2 separate regions of the Mus musculus genome follow, and region 1 is linked to region 2. Evidence: chromatin contacts called from public Hi-C data. All regions are on one chromosome and are shown on one strand. The core of a region is the stretch at or near the end of the contact, and the rest is flanking DNA. Distances in the headings are between cores, read along the strand shown.

Region 1 (6,837 bases), core at 4,208-6,707, 300 kb before region 2:
GGAGAAGAATGACACCAACATCAGTTTGACTGATGCACAAGGAGATACCTGTCCTGAAGGCTGAGAGAGTCAAAGCAAGAGGAAAAGTCAGGTTGCAGCCTGGGGAGCGGGAAGGGGTGAGGGTGGGGTTACAGAGTAGGGTCAGGCAAGTAGATTGAAAGCACCAGTTTAGGTAAAGTGTCTGGGCAAAGTGTCTCAGGCAGCTAGAGCGTAGGTAGCAGGTCTGAACGGTTCCATAATGGAAAGCAATGTGGCATCAGTGTCACTGCGTGCTCCCAGGCTCCCTTTGCCTTCGGATCAAGTCTTTGTATGGCGTAGTTTGAGTGCTTCAGCATCGAGAGAGAAAGAAGCCTATAATCTCTATATAATATCTCTCTCTCTCTCTCTCTCTCTATATATATATATATATATATATGCACATATATATATAATCTCTCTATGAAGTCCTCTCTGACCACCCCCCCAACACACACACATCTCCAGTATCATTACACTAGCAATTAGGATGCCAATATAAGATTGGGGGGGGGGAGCAGAATTTAGTCAGTTGCAGGGAGTTTGTTAAAATGCTGATTCTGAACATCTTCCCTGGACCTTCAGAAACAGCCCCTGGAATGTGTAGGGGATCTGCATTTGGGTCGCTAGCTATGTTGATATTGGAGAAGGTTCTCACTAGGACGATGTCGACTACTGTATTAGAACATCTTTCTAGTGAGAGTGGAGCCAAGGAGTGCCAGTGTGAGCAGGGAGTCCTGCTCCAGGGAGAGGCTCAGAGCTCCAACAGGGCTGTGACATCACTAAGACCTGAGACCTTGATTGATGCAGAGCTGAGTTAGAAGATGGTTTGTGAGATATTTTTGCAGGATGTACGAAGAGAGCCTTCCGTCTCAAATCTCAGTCGATTTCAAAACTCTATGGAATCACTATTTTGAAAAATAACATTGTAAATTTTTGGTGCAGTCTTGTGTGTGTCGGGCCCATACCGTCCCCCTGAGCTCTGCCACCAGCCTTAGCTTCCTGTTTGTTTCTAAGGAAGGTCATCTTGTATAGAGAAATTTAAAGCCACACCTGCTCACCTGGGAAGACAGCTCAGTTGCTAAGATCCTTGCCTCATAGGTGTTAGAACCTGAGTCCAGCCCCTTAGCACTGAGATACAGAGCTCTTGCACAGGGGCACGCACTCGTAATCCTGAGCTGAGGAGGCTGACACGGGCAAATTCTTGGAGATCACTGGAGATCACTGGCCAGCCAGGTTAACTGAACTGATGAGTTTCAGTCCCAGTCAGAGACTCTCTCTCAAAACCAACCAACCAACCAACCAATAAGGTGAACAGGTCTTCAGTACGACACTGAAGGCTGATCTCTGACCTCCCACACATATGAACTTGCACATCAACTCCAAAACACAAGTACAACTCTAAAGAGACTACTGGAGGTAAATTACTTAGTAAAATGGCTGTTGGGCAAAGCCCTGATTGTTCACCATTAATTCTTAGTTCCCCAGTAACAAAGCAAGAAAGCCAGAGAAACATGGTAGTTCATGCCTGCAACCCAGCACTGGAGAGGCTGAGGTAGAGAATCTTGAGATTGAGGCCAGAGTGGTACATAGAAAGACCCCTGTCTCATAAACCTGACAACTGGGAGTGTAGGCCAATAGTAGAACACTTACGTAGCCAGTTCAAGGCTCCTAGTTTAGCCCTCACTATTGTAGGAACCAGAAAAAAAGAAGAGACAAAAAGAAATGAAAGACGAATGAGCTCAGGGTTTCCCCACACCAGACTGAGCATGCTGTTGGTAATTTGAGTTGGAAGAGATGAGATTTGCGGTTCCCTTGCCAACCAGTCATTGCTTCAACAGTTCCTGGGGATCATTCGGGTGAGTAAGACAGTCACTGCCCCTCCCTACACGACAGTATTCATCATCTCTAAGGGAAGCAATTCAAGTGAGCAGCAGATTGCAGTGAAGTTTGGTAGTAGAAGTTATGTTAATTCTCTCTTGGTCCCTTTGGGTCCTTGGAGACTGTACCTAGGCCAGGCTGGATGGCTAGATGATGCCTGAGACATCTGTGTTGTGTTAAGTTGTTCCTTCAATGACAAACATGCCCAGAAGCGTCACATTGAGTGGGTGTGCTCAGGCTATGTTAGCCTCGAAAGGAGATTTATAATAGAACAGAAATGCGAAGCCTTCTCCAGAGTCAAGCACCTTGCAAACCGGCTGGCATAATGATTCAAATGGCAACTGTCCCAGGCCACAGGGGAATGTGGAAGCAGGTATAGTGGTATAGGAGAGATACTGTTGCCAGATGAAGGAGCAGGGCACAGTAGACCCACAGAAGCCATCAAGGAACAGGTTTCAAGCTAGACCTTGAAGTACATGCAAAGATGTTCCTATTCTTCCCGGACATCTCTCAGTTCTGAAGTTCAATTCTGTTTGATTGCTCCAAATCCGAGAGACAGACCAGCTAGACCGACAGACCATCACGTCACCCTATCACCTATTGTTCCCTGATGGATGACAAGTCATAGTCAAGACTGTAAACAGAAGTAAAGAATTTGTCTCTCTGTCTGTGGGTTCAAGGCCAGCCTGGTCTACATTGGGAGTTCTAGGACAGCCAGAGCTATATAGTGAAACAATGTCTCAAAACCAAACAAATGCATTTCTATGTCAGAGAGTTCACATCTAAACATATGACCTGAGCTGTCCAGTTACTCCCAAGGCTTCTTTGAGAACAGGAAAGGGCTCGCACTACTCGCAGTCTACTCTGGGTAAGGTTACGGTAAGGAGGCATCCAATAGAATGTCCTTGCTAAGGTCCCCCAGATGGGCACTGGTTTTCCAGACAATGGTTATACATATATATATTAAAATAATAAAATTCATTTCTCCTCCCAAACTAATGCACACTCATTACAGGGAGGCCTGCAAGCCCACTCAGAGGGTAGAGGGTAAAGATGCAGGAAGCGCAGCAAGGAGTCTCAGACAGCTTGGGTTTGATCTCTGGGACCCACATTGTGGAAGGAGAGACTCCTGAAGCTTATCCTCAGATCTCCTCACATGTGCATGGCGCAGCCTCCCTCCCCCAGAGAAGTAGATAACAATTTTAAAGAGAGAAAAAAAATCAAGGGAAGGTAGATAAAGCCCATTACTTTTTTTCTTACCTACAAGTTTGATCGCATTCCGTATATGATCATTTATAACCTGCGTTTGTCATTTAACATGATGAAAAAATAAAATCCTTGTAACTTTATGTGAATGTGTAGATCTATTATCACTCAGGTACCGTGGTCTTCTTGCTTTACTTGAGTTATGTGGCTTTTTAAAACTTTCATTTTTCCTTAAGATGATTTTAACAGTATGGTTTTTTAAGCTTAGTGTTTTTGTGGGACTCTCTCTAACAGTGGGTGTGGGGGTGTCTCAAACTCTTTCGTCTGTTCTTGGGACCCTTCCCCTTCTACTGAATTGCTTCACCCAGCCTTGATTTAAGGGTTTGTGTCTAGTTGTATCTTGTTATGCTGTGTTCCGAGGATATCCCTGGGAGGCTTGCCGTTTTCTGAAGGGAAACAGATAGGAGGAGTGGAGAGGGGAGGGAAAGTGGGGCTCAGAGGACTGGAGGGAGGTGAAACTGCAATCAGGATGTATCAAAACAAAACAAATAAACTAATTAATTGGAGAAAAGAACAAAGAGATGACTTTGCAGAAATGCAATTGTCAGTGGAAATGAAGAATGTCACGAAGACTCTCAATGTAGATATTGTGGATTTTCCCCTAAATGGTAAATTGGTTTGTATTCTCTTAGTATGATAGAACACAGATGCTCAATTCTAAATTATTTGCCATTATTTCTTTTCTTTCTCTCTTTCCTTCTTTCTTTCTTTCTTTCTTTCTTTCTTTCTTTCGTTCTTTTTTTTTTCTTTTTTGTTTTTTCGAGACAGGGTTTGTCTGTGTAGCCCTGGCTGTCCTGGCACTCACGCTCTAGACCAGGCTGGCCTCGAACTCAGAAATCCTCCTGCCTCTGCCTCCAAAGTGCTGGGATTAAAGGCGTGCGCCATCACTGCCCGGCGCCATTATTTCTTTAAACACAGTTGAAATAACAAATTAAGACTTTTAATATCTGATTGGGTCAACAGAAAGCCACAGGTCTTTCCTTTCTGTGTTGGGGGGGCAAACCCAAGGCCTCACACATGCTAAATCCTGGCTCTCTCACTGAACAGTCACAGTCCTGTACCCGCACAGTGGATGGCACAGTACTCAGCCCATTACAAGCTGTTGCAGAAACCGGCCACGTACAGAGAGTTCTGCTCTGGCTGTTAAACTGTCACTGGTTCTGTTCTGGGATGCTGCTCTTTTTCATTTTGGCCGTATTTGCACTTTAGCATCAGAGGCGCATGCCTTGCCTGGCCTTGTGGAATCGAGGAATCCCATAGCTACTGTTCTTCATTACAGTGACTGAGAGTGGGCTTCACCTATCACAAAGCAAACTTCCAAATAACGGCTGAGTCGGGGAGTGCAGTGTCCCCCATGTATCATAGGAGTCTTAGGCCTCTGATCTTCTGCCCAGCAGTTGTGAGTCTCCCTATTCAAACAACTGCACACATAGAATTAGAGGGCTGCTTCTAGAAACCCTGGTGAATAGCAACCAGCAAGAGACCATTCTGATTGGTGGTGGAAGTGAAGGGCCAGTGAGGGACAAGTCCCTGAGCAGGTGACTTATTCCAGGAATCCACTAGGGAACAGACAATAAGGAACCACTCCATTCTGGTGACACCAGAGGAACCAAGGGCAGTGACTGCTTCCCAGAGCCCCTTAGTCAGCAGGGTGGGGGGTGGAGGGGGGTGGTGGTGGTGGGGTAAATACAATCCACTCTCAAGGGGAGAAAGCTGGGAGAAATTCATTCCAGTCTTCCTCTGGTATGCACTAGGGAGCTCAAGTGTCCTCTCTACAGAGTTGTGAAGGGCCTTCTGGATGGCTGGGACCACAGGAGAGTGGCATTGTACCTGACTCACTGTCTTTAGCAGGCCAGGCGATCTGAAATTTAGCCCATGTTAATTTCAGCATGTCTGTCCTACCTGGAACACAGGTCTTCCCTCGGCCTTCTCTGTAAGAACTGTGTTCAGAAAAATGGACTAATGTGACTTTGAATTGGTTGGAGAGAGCATCAGCTAGACTTTTATCATACTGGATGTCTGTTAACTGAGAGCAAATTGTGTGTGCTGCTGGCTGGAGGGCACACCGTAGTGGAGAAGCCGAGAGCTAAAAAAACAAAACAAAGCAAAGAACCCTACTTGTTTAGGTGCGGGTGGGCTGTCAGAATAAGGGGTTGTGAGAAAAGGGGAAGGAGTAGGAAGCTAGACAGGAATGCAAAGAAGATGCAGGAGGATGAGGCGAGGCCCGCGGCTGCAGGGAGTGGCCCATTCTGAGGTTGGTTTTGTCACGTGCCTTTGCAGAACCAGCCCACGGAGGGCCATTCTGCTTTGACACGGGCATGGCCCTCTGACAAGGTGGCTCTAGAGAATGAGCCTGTCTGCTCCTCCCCCACCCTCTAATGGGCTCTCCTGGGACTGCAGTGCAGAGCCCCTCCCTCCATGAGGAAGTCAGTGCTGTGAGGTGCAGCAGAACACCTGGGACCCAGTGACAGTGACTTGCTATGCGCCCTCTGGGTAAGTTATTTCTTCTCCCTGGCTCCTTCCTCTTTCAGAACTGGAGAGGACTCCTTGTAGCTATAAAGGTTTGATGGTGATTACTGCAGAACTGCAGTGTGTGTGTGTGTGTGTGTGTGTGTGTGTGTGTGTGTGTGTTAGGCTTGCTGTTTAACAGGGTGCTAAGGTGGCAGGGAAGCCATCCTTCCCTCTCCCCCCCCTCCCCGCCCCCCCCAGCTCCACACGTGTGTGTGTGTGTGTGTGTGTGTGTGTCTCTCATTACTGTCAGGAGGCGTTAAGATGGCCCCATGGAGATGAGAACAAACCCCTTAATTAGGCACTGTTCCCACATCTAGAGAGGAACCAGCCTGGGCCCGGCTGCTCTGGCATTGTGGGGAGCCTAGTCCGTGGGGGCAGGAGGGGGCAGGAGGGGGCAGGAGGGCACAGGAGGGCGCAGGAGGGGGAGGCTGCGGCCAGGGCATCTGAAGGACTCAGCAGGTTTACACTTCGCTGACCTGATGGATGAATGGGGCCCTGTCCACCCACATGGGGTCTGGAATCTTCAATTACGGCAATTACATCAACAGGTCGGAAGGGCAGCACTTTCCACTGAAGAGGTTCAGGGCTTTAAAGAAAAATCCTAAAGCCACCGTTTTCCCTGCTTTCTTTTAAAGGGACTAGGCTGATCAAAGACGACCCCCATCTCCAGTCTAATTGGGCCATAGGTAGAAAAGAAAGACACGGCCGAGTTTTCTGTGAGAGGTGGCTGCCATACGCTCGCTCACCTCTGGACTCCTGGCTCCTCTCCTATTCAGGTTTGTGTTTGTAGACCCTGGTTGCCCATGCTTTGCACTCCGCATCTTTCTGAGGATAAGACCTGGAGCCTTCCCCTCTGAATCTCCCAGCATGCATCGCAGTACAATCAGGATGCGTCTGGACTGAGGTCAGAAGGATGGATGCCATGGAAAGGTCATTTTAGTCTTTCTGATCATGTTTCCCCCTTCAGTAAAATCAGCATACTACTGTCCACCTGTCTTTGCTACAGTCCCAAAGGGTCCAGCTGCAACCACATACCCCAACTAATCCAGCATTTTCTTTTTCCTCAGACACCTGTTAGGTAGTTAAACTGAAGGGAGGTTCTTGCCTCAGCAGCAAATGGGTGGTCCCTGAGAATTTGCTAGAAGTGTAGCTCTTGGGCCTAAC
Region 2 (6,934 bases), core at 1,776-4,275:
ATCACAGTAGCAAAATTACAGTTATGAAGTCGCAGGAAAAATAATGTCATGGTTGGGGGTCACCATGTCATGAGGAACCATATTAAAGCATTAGGAAGGTTGAAAACCACTGGTCTAGATGTTGGATTGATGACGGTTTCTATGAACCTCTTTGGTTTTCATCTTGTTTTGTTATTTTTGTTTGTTTGTTTTGTTTTGTTTTGTTTGTTTGTTTGTTTTAACAATCTTTTCAAGTTTATCCTTTCAATTTTCTAAAGAAAATATTTCTTTTATTTTTTGAGATTCTAATACAATTACATCATCTCCCCCTTCTTTTCCCTCCCTTCAAATCCTCCTGGCTCTCCTTCAAATTTATGCCCTCTTTAAAAAAACACACACACACACACACACACACACACATTTATTTATTTATTTTATGTATGTGAGTACACTCTCTTGAGACATACCAGTGGAGGGCATCAAATCCCATTACAGATGGTTGTGAGCCACCATGTGTGTGCTGGGAATTGAACTCAGGACCTCTGGAAGAGTAGTCAGTGCTCTTCACCACTGAGCCATCTCTCCAGCCCCTATGCCCTCTTTTTTCATTAATTGCTATTACGTATACCTAGGTACATATTTTAATTACATAAGTAAAAGCAGAAAGCTGAGATGGAGAGCTGACTCAGTTGCAGTGCACTGGATGCTTTCCAGAGAATCTAGCTTTGGTTGGAGCACCCACATCAGGTGGCTCACAGACTCTGGCAACTCCAGCTTAAGGGGTTTAGTACCATCTTCTGGTCTCCATGGACACACATATATACACACAGAGACACACATAAATATAAAACTAAAAACAAATATTGTCGAACAGCAACAAAGCTGATTGACTTCGAAGGGCACCCAGCTTCAGAAGGGTACGTGGTCTCTGTCCTACTGAGGATCGCTGTTGATTCAGACCCATTCAAACCCAGGACACTACAGTTCTCTCTGAGAGCATGCAGATTCATGCTGAAGGAGTAAGAATGACATTCACATGACAGAGCTCTAGATAATAGAGCAGAAAGGCCAACTCCATGACCCTGTCCCATGCTTTAGGATGTCATGTTTGTCCACCCTGCACATTCTGCTGCCAACCTTTCCCAAGGGTGGATGTGCCCCTGTGTTGTCCACTCAGAAAGAAGTCAAAACAGATTCTCCAAGCCTGATGCTCAATCTCCTCTTTCTGACTCCAATCAGTGTGACCAACCGATGTGACCCTCTGTGGTCACCTAACCAACCCTCGCTCTCTCTCCCCTGTTGTCACTCCACACTGAATTGTCCTTTCACCCATCTCTGCATGGCAGAGACCAATTCAGAGATCCAGTGTCACTGCCTCCAGCAACCCTTCCTTGCTCACTGTCAGCAGAAGTGAGTTCCTCTGCCCTGACCTCAAGACATCTCTCCTTCCCTTGTAGGACTTGGTCTCTATATTAGAGTTAGTTAGAGGCACACACCAGCCCTTAAGTTTGAATTCCTCGTGATGAAGTCTTATGTCCCTCTCCTCCTTCACCCTCTCCTCGATGCCCTACACAATACTCAACATTAGTTAAGTCTTTGGAGTCGAGTGAGCAGATAAATCAATTTTTCCCTTCCCAACACGAAAACCACCAGCCAGTTGGCTCAATGAATCCTCACCCTTCCCTCCCCCGCCCTGAGTGCCGGTCTGGTGATTCCAGCTGCATCTGGAACACAGACAGAGACCTAAGAGATGTCATGAAATACGGATCACTGGAAAACGGAAAGCAGCGAGGAAAACTCAATCAGTAACATGTCACGGAATGCAGGATCGGGAGCCAGGGTTGGTGGCACATCTGTGACCCCAGCATTGGGAGTGTGAGATGGGAAGGAAGATTCAGTCTGGGACACACAGTGAAGACCCTGTTTCAAAAGGAAAACACCCCTAAACCCATGGGTTGGTGATTAGTCACCACTTCATCCCCAAACCCAGGACATATTTGTAAAGGCTGTTTGGGTTGGTCGGCTTGTCTGTTAAACCTCGTGGTAATCAAACGCTGGTTTAGTTCTTAGGAATTGTTTTGTTCCTACTCAGAGATGATATTTACGCCAATATCCAGTGTTAGAGGAGGGGCTGGGAGGGGCTGTGTTCTGGTGATGACAGCACCCCAGGCTGAGGAACAGAGATGGGCCCTACAGTTCGGGGAATGTAGACACGACAGAAGGACATTCCCTCTAGCCTTGGCTAAGTCCCTATGAGAAGCTGCACCCCCCACCCCCAGGGTGAGAGGAAGTAGACATAACTTCCCCAGCTGTCTTCCCCATACCTTTAAGCCCTTTCTCAGTGCCTTCCACAAAAGGTTCTGTGGGTCTACTTACACAGTAGCACATTGTTGGCCAAAGCAAGGTTTCAAGTGACAAGGGAGAAACTGGAAGCTGGGGAAACAGGGCTCCCGTTGGCCCCAGGCCCCAGGGCCCTTGCTTCCAATGCTGGGGTTTAAAGTGGGTTTAGAGGAAACGGACAACTTCTGAGTCGGAGTTTCACGTTACCATTTCCTCTTTGTGGCTTCATCGAGACCACGGGTAGATATATATGACTCCGTATTAGCTAAACTGACCTCCAACCCCTATAAGCCTACCCCTGAGAACTCAGGGGAGAGAGTGGGGGAATAGCCATCTGCAGGGGGTAGAAGAGAGCCTGGGATGTCTTGCCCTAGATCCTCAGCGTCCCTGCCACCCACCGTCCAAGGCAAACACAGCAGCCATCCCCGGAAGCAAGCAATTAGATGCTCCCCGGGGAGGCCTGTAAATTCCTAACTTCTCCCTTCAGGAGGTTAAAAGTAATAGGGTTGCTGGGATTATTTATGTTTCTCTGTCTGGATGAATGTGTATTGGGAGGTGTGTGTGTGTGTGTGTGTGTGTGTGTGTGTGTGGGTGTGTGTGTGTGTGTGTGTGTGTGTGTGTTGTGCATGCGCGTGATCCATCCTCCCATCTCCTGTCTTACACAACTAGCTGCTATTTACACACCAGATGATCCCTGCAGGAAAAGGCAAGTCCCCAGCCGCTGTGGAATTTTAAGAGAGCTTCCTGGAATGCCCTTGTGGGATGTCTGGTTCTAATTGCCTCCGTCAGCGGAGCTGGCAAGCTGGCAGGCGCAATGAGAGGTGAAATTGAACAGATTCCAGTTCACATCAGACCCCCAGCCCTGCCAGAGTCCCCCAGGGCCCGGAAAAGAAAACAAATGTGGCCCAGGCAGTGGAGGGCCTGGGGAGGGGGGTGCGGGGGGGGGGTGTAGAACGCTAGACTGGGAGTTGGAGCAGGAAGATTACTGTCCCAGAGCAGCGGCTTCTGACTGGCTTCACTTTGTGCTAATCACTTAGTCTTGTGGGCCTCCTGTGTTCAGCTGCCAAATGAGTGGTCTCCCAGGCCTCTTCCTAGTCTAAGATGGGGGTCGGGAGGAAAGCGTCCAGCTGTCCCTGTGGTGGGTTGAAGGGTCAGTGGTTTTGTCTTCGGACTTTTGAATCAGATTTTTTTTTTTAACATTTTAGATCTTTAAGCATGATGGGAGGTGAGAGGCTTCAATCCACCTACTAGAACCTAGTGCTGTTCCAAGCTAGCCCTTGTCCCTCTCCCACAGCTCCTCTAGGGATGACTGAAGGTCTTGAGGTCTTAACACAAATCTCTGCCAGAAAGGAGACAAAATCCACAGTTCCTTAGTGCCCCCTATGGGTCCAAAGATGGAGACACTTGAAAGAGGCTGCCCAAGAAGCCACTCTCCTCCCCCCTTGTTCCCCCAGCCTCCAGGGCATCTCTGGCTCCTAGCTCAGAGCCAGAAGGCTCAAACTGATCCCTAATTTAAGGTGAATTTTTCTTTCTTTTAAGACTGTTGTTTTAAGGCACAGACTAAATTAATTTAGTCAGTTCCCCCAACAGGCTATAGATTGAGTGCTTCCCAAGGGGTCCATGGTATGTGTAAAGCGACACGGTTTATCAAATACAGACGCTTGCTGTTTATCATCTTGCCCTTGCTAAGCCTAGCATCAGCTTGACCCCCTAGCCCACAGCTGACACATGTGTGTCTTCAGGCATCAGGGGCTCACTTTTGAGTATGTGTAGGGAAGTCGGCTTGGCCTAGACCAACCAAATCCTAGTCACCGAGACTTTTGCCAAATTGGGGCATAATTGGCAAAGATGTCTAAGAAGACATTTGTAGAGAGGCTGCAGTCCACAGGATCGCCAAGCATCCTAGAGCACGCCTTTCTCTTGGCTCTATTGCTTCACGGACTACGATGACCATGTAAGCCCCTGCCTTCTCAGTGCTTTCCAGAAAGAACGTGCCAAAATGCAAGGGTCACCATGGTGCTCCATCCAATAAGTCAGCCCCCTTACAGACCACCTGGGACTTCTGCTTGGATCTCATTGACCACTCTAGCCGCAAGAATGGCTGGAAATGTAGTCCTGTCTCCTCTCCTAATGACCTGAGTTCTTTTCCTAAGAAACAGGAGCAGATATAAGGGCAGTATCAAGAAAACTGTTGTGCCTGCTATTATGTGTCTGGAGAGGAGTGAGGGGGTACGCCACAGTCCTTTTCTTGGGGGTCACTGGCTTCCCTCTGCAGGAAGAGAGAAAGCTGTTGTGTGCAGTTCATCTGATCCAAGAGAACTCCTAAGCTTCTCACACAGGACTAGACTGCCAAGTTGGTGGGGAGAGATGGCATCTGTGGGATGATCTCTTCCAAGGCTAATGGCAGGCAGGTGATTCTGAGCCTGGCCTCTGGGCCTTTTCCTAAGGAAAACCATCCCAGGTCACTCAGGAGGTTTGCACTCAGATCTCAGCATACCTGTCTAGTGTTCACCACCTGGTCTGGGACCAAAGAGCAGCCTCCTTTCAAAGATTCTAATGGCTTTGTTCTAGTACCAACAGCGCTCAGAGGACATGAGGGGAAAGACTCTCACCCTACATTTGGATATATCCTCACTTCCCCACTCCCAACAAAGTCTGTTGCTATCTCTTCATTCGTTCTGCTGGGAGCCTGGGCCAGCCTGGCTCACAAAGCAAACATTTAAGTCTAAATATGGTATTTAAACTGTGGAATGCTGAGATTGGCATGGCTCAGTGAGTCCCCTGATGACTGGCCTCTGGCTCTCTGCTCCTGAGTGTCCCTGGCCCTTCAGATTTGGAGAGGAAACTCATCTCTAATTTGGTCCCTGGTTTTGAGCCAGTTGATGCTAAACTCCTGGTCCTGGGCACTTGGTGCTCCTCTGACTGTTGGGAGAAGAACAGAGGAATAGAAAATTTGCCTGTAATAGTTATTCCTTACTCTAGAACAAGATGTGCTGGCGAAAGAAGGGCCCAGGTAAAGGGAGGGGAAAGCTTTGACTAGCCCAGTGAGCTCCATTTTAAGGAACTGGTTTCTAACCTGGTGATGCTTCAATACTGCCCTATGGGGCTCAGTGAGTCACCTCTGCTGTAACGACCACCTCATTCTTCGAAAGCCAACTAGACCAAATGTCCTACTAAACTGTGTATCCTACTAAGGTGATGATTTTAATCATGCTCCAGTTGTTGCCACTCTTGTTTGATGTCACTCCCACCCCCAAAATACCTATTCTATCCTTCCTGTGACTTTCATGCTGGCTGCCCTTCCAGGAGACTAGGAGAATCAAATAGAACATTTCCTAGGATGGAATTTCCAGGAACAGAATGTGATTAAAAGTAGAGTCCTCTTCTTTGACAAGACTAGGGACAGAAATAACCAGCTCCAATTTATTAAGAACCATTTATCATGGAGTTATTGAAGCTATGTATGTTTGAGGTCTTTTCTTTTCTTTTCTTTTCTTCTCTTTTCTTTTCTAATTTGGTGCTTAAACATATATCATGGAAGGTCCTAGGCTCCTGGCCTCCACAGACAACCCCTCCCTCAGAGGACAGGTTTGTTTGTTTGTTTGTTTTCATTTCTCATAATATACTTAGGCAAAGACAGAGTATCACGTTTAGCACTTTGCAGGTTGACCATTTTTCTATTTATTTTTATGCTACTTAATGCTAAGTATTTAATACCTTGGAGCACCTGAGAACCTAAACTCTGGTTACATTAGCACTGCTTCTGAGCCAATGGAGCTGAAAGAAAAAAGAAAATCTGGTGTGTGTCCCATCTTCATTTCATGATGGAGTGAGGGACAAGGCTCACGACTGTGTCTTTGTTGTTGTTGTTGTTTTGTTTTGTTTTTTGTTTTTTTTGAGACAGGGTTTCTCTGTGTAGCCCTGGCTGTCCTGGAACTCACTCTGTAGACGGGGCTGGCCTCGAACTCAGAAATCTGCCTGCCTCCCAAGTGCTGGGTTTAAAGGTGTGTGCCACCACTGCCCGGAGACTGTGTCGTTTTGATAGGGCCTTCCCAGCGTGACTGTGGATACTAAAATTACCACTGAGGAAATTCAGCCATGCCCTTGCTTTCCCCCAGGTTCAACTCTAAAGTCTCCAAGTCACAATATCAGAGTAGCTGAAATGGGTAGCAATTAATTTGCATGACTCGTTTCTACCCCTGGATCATTATTTTCTTTACCAAGGGAGAGTTCTATACGACCGACCCCAAACAGTGGGTGGTCTCCTCACTTCCTAGAACACATACATGAGAAAAGCCATCAAGAATAGGTTTGCAGCCATCTCTCAACATATGTGTGATGATTATTGGTTTACTAACTATTAATAAGAATTGTCCCAAAGTTTCCATTTATACTGAGTGTACAGTACGGGGTTCTAGCTCAGACTATTCTATTTGGCTTTATGGTGAAGAAGGGGGTAAATTTAAACCTGCCATGAACTTGAAGGTATGGGTGTGTGTGTGTGTGCGTGTGCATGTGCGTGTGTAAAGACATAGTGCTTTGACATTTGTGAAGAGGAGAGAGGGACTGGCAACACACAGACATATCCCTGGGTTCCCAGAAAAGCACACTTCCA

What was found. A called contact is a pair of places that touch in the nucleus more often than the background predicts.
Region 1: a contact with region 2 is called in a Hi-C map of bone marrow-derived macrophages, with 28 read pairs. The contact joins the promoter of 9030404E10Rik here to the enhancer-like site in region 2. A contact is called at or near these places in 3 of 15 datasets of contacts at CTCF or cohesin (the NIH/3T3 cell line, large pre-B cells and stem cell-derived epiblast-like cells), 7 of 484 Hi-C or Micro-C datasets (the 3T3-L1 cell line, CD4 T cells, bone marrow-derived macrophages and 4 more), 10 of 115 datasets of contacts at active chromatin or transcription factors (craniofacial prominence, embryonic basal ganglia, embryonic forebrain and 7 more) and 1 of 9 other capture datasets (embryonic trunk).

The regions. Positions count from the first base shown.
Region 1 is chr16:30,038,099-30,044,935 of GRCm38.p6, reverse strand. It overlaps 9030404E10Rik (RIKEN cDNA 9030404E10 gene), which reads left to right and starts at 5,457. Exons shown (of 4, transcript NR_045878.1): 1 at 5,457-5,655; 2 at 6,309-6,449.
Region 2 is chr16:29,731,257-29,738,190 of GRCm38.p6, reverse strand. No RefSeq gene overlaps it. Among named protein-coding and RNA genes, the nearest start is that of Gm46567, 79 kb to the left of the region's middle. Within about 2 kb of position 3,025, at least 151 of the 459 cell types and tissues checked have an H3K27ac peak or open chromatin away from gene starts, as enhancers often do. A contact at or near this core is called in the NIH/3T3 cell line, bone marrow-derived macrophages, craniofacial prominence and 6 more, where this site is marked.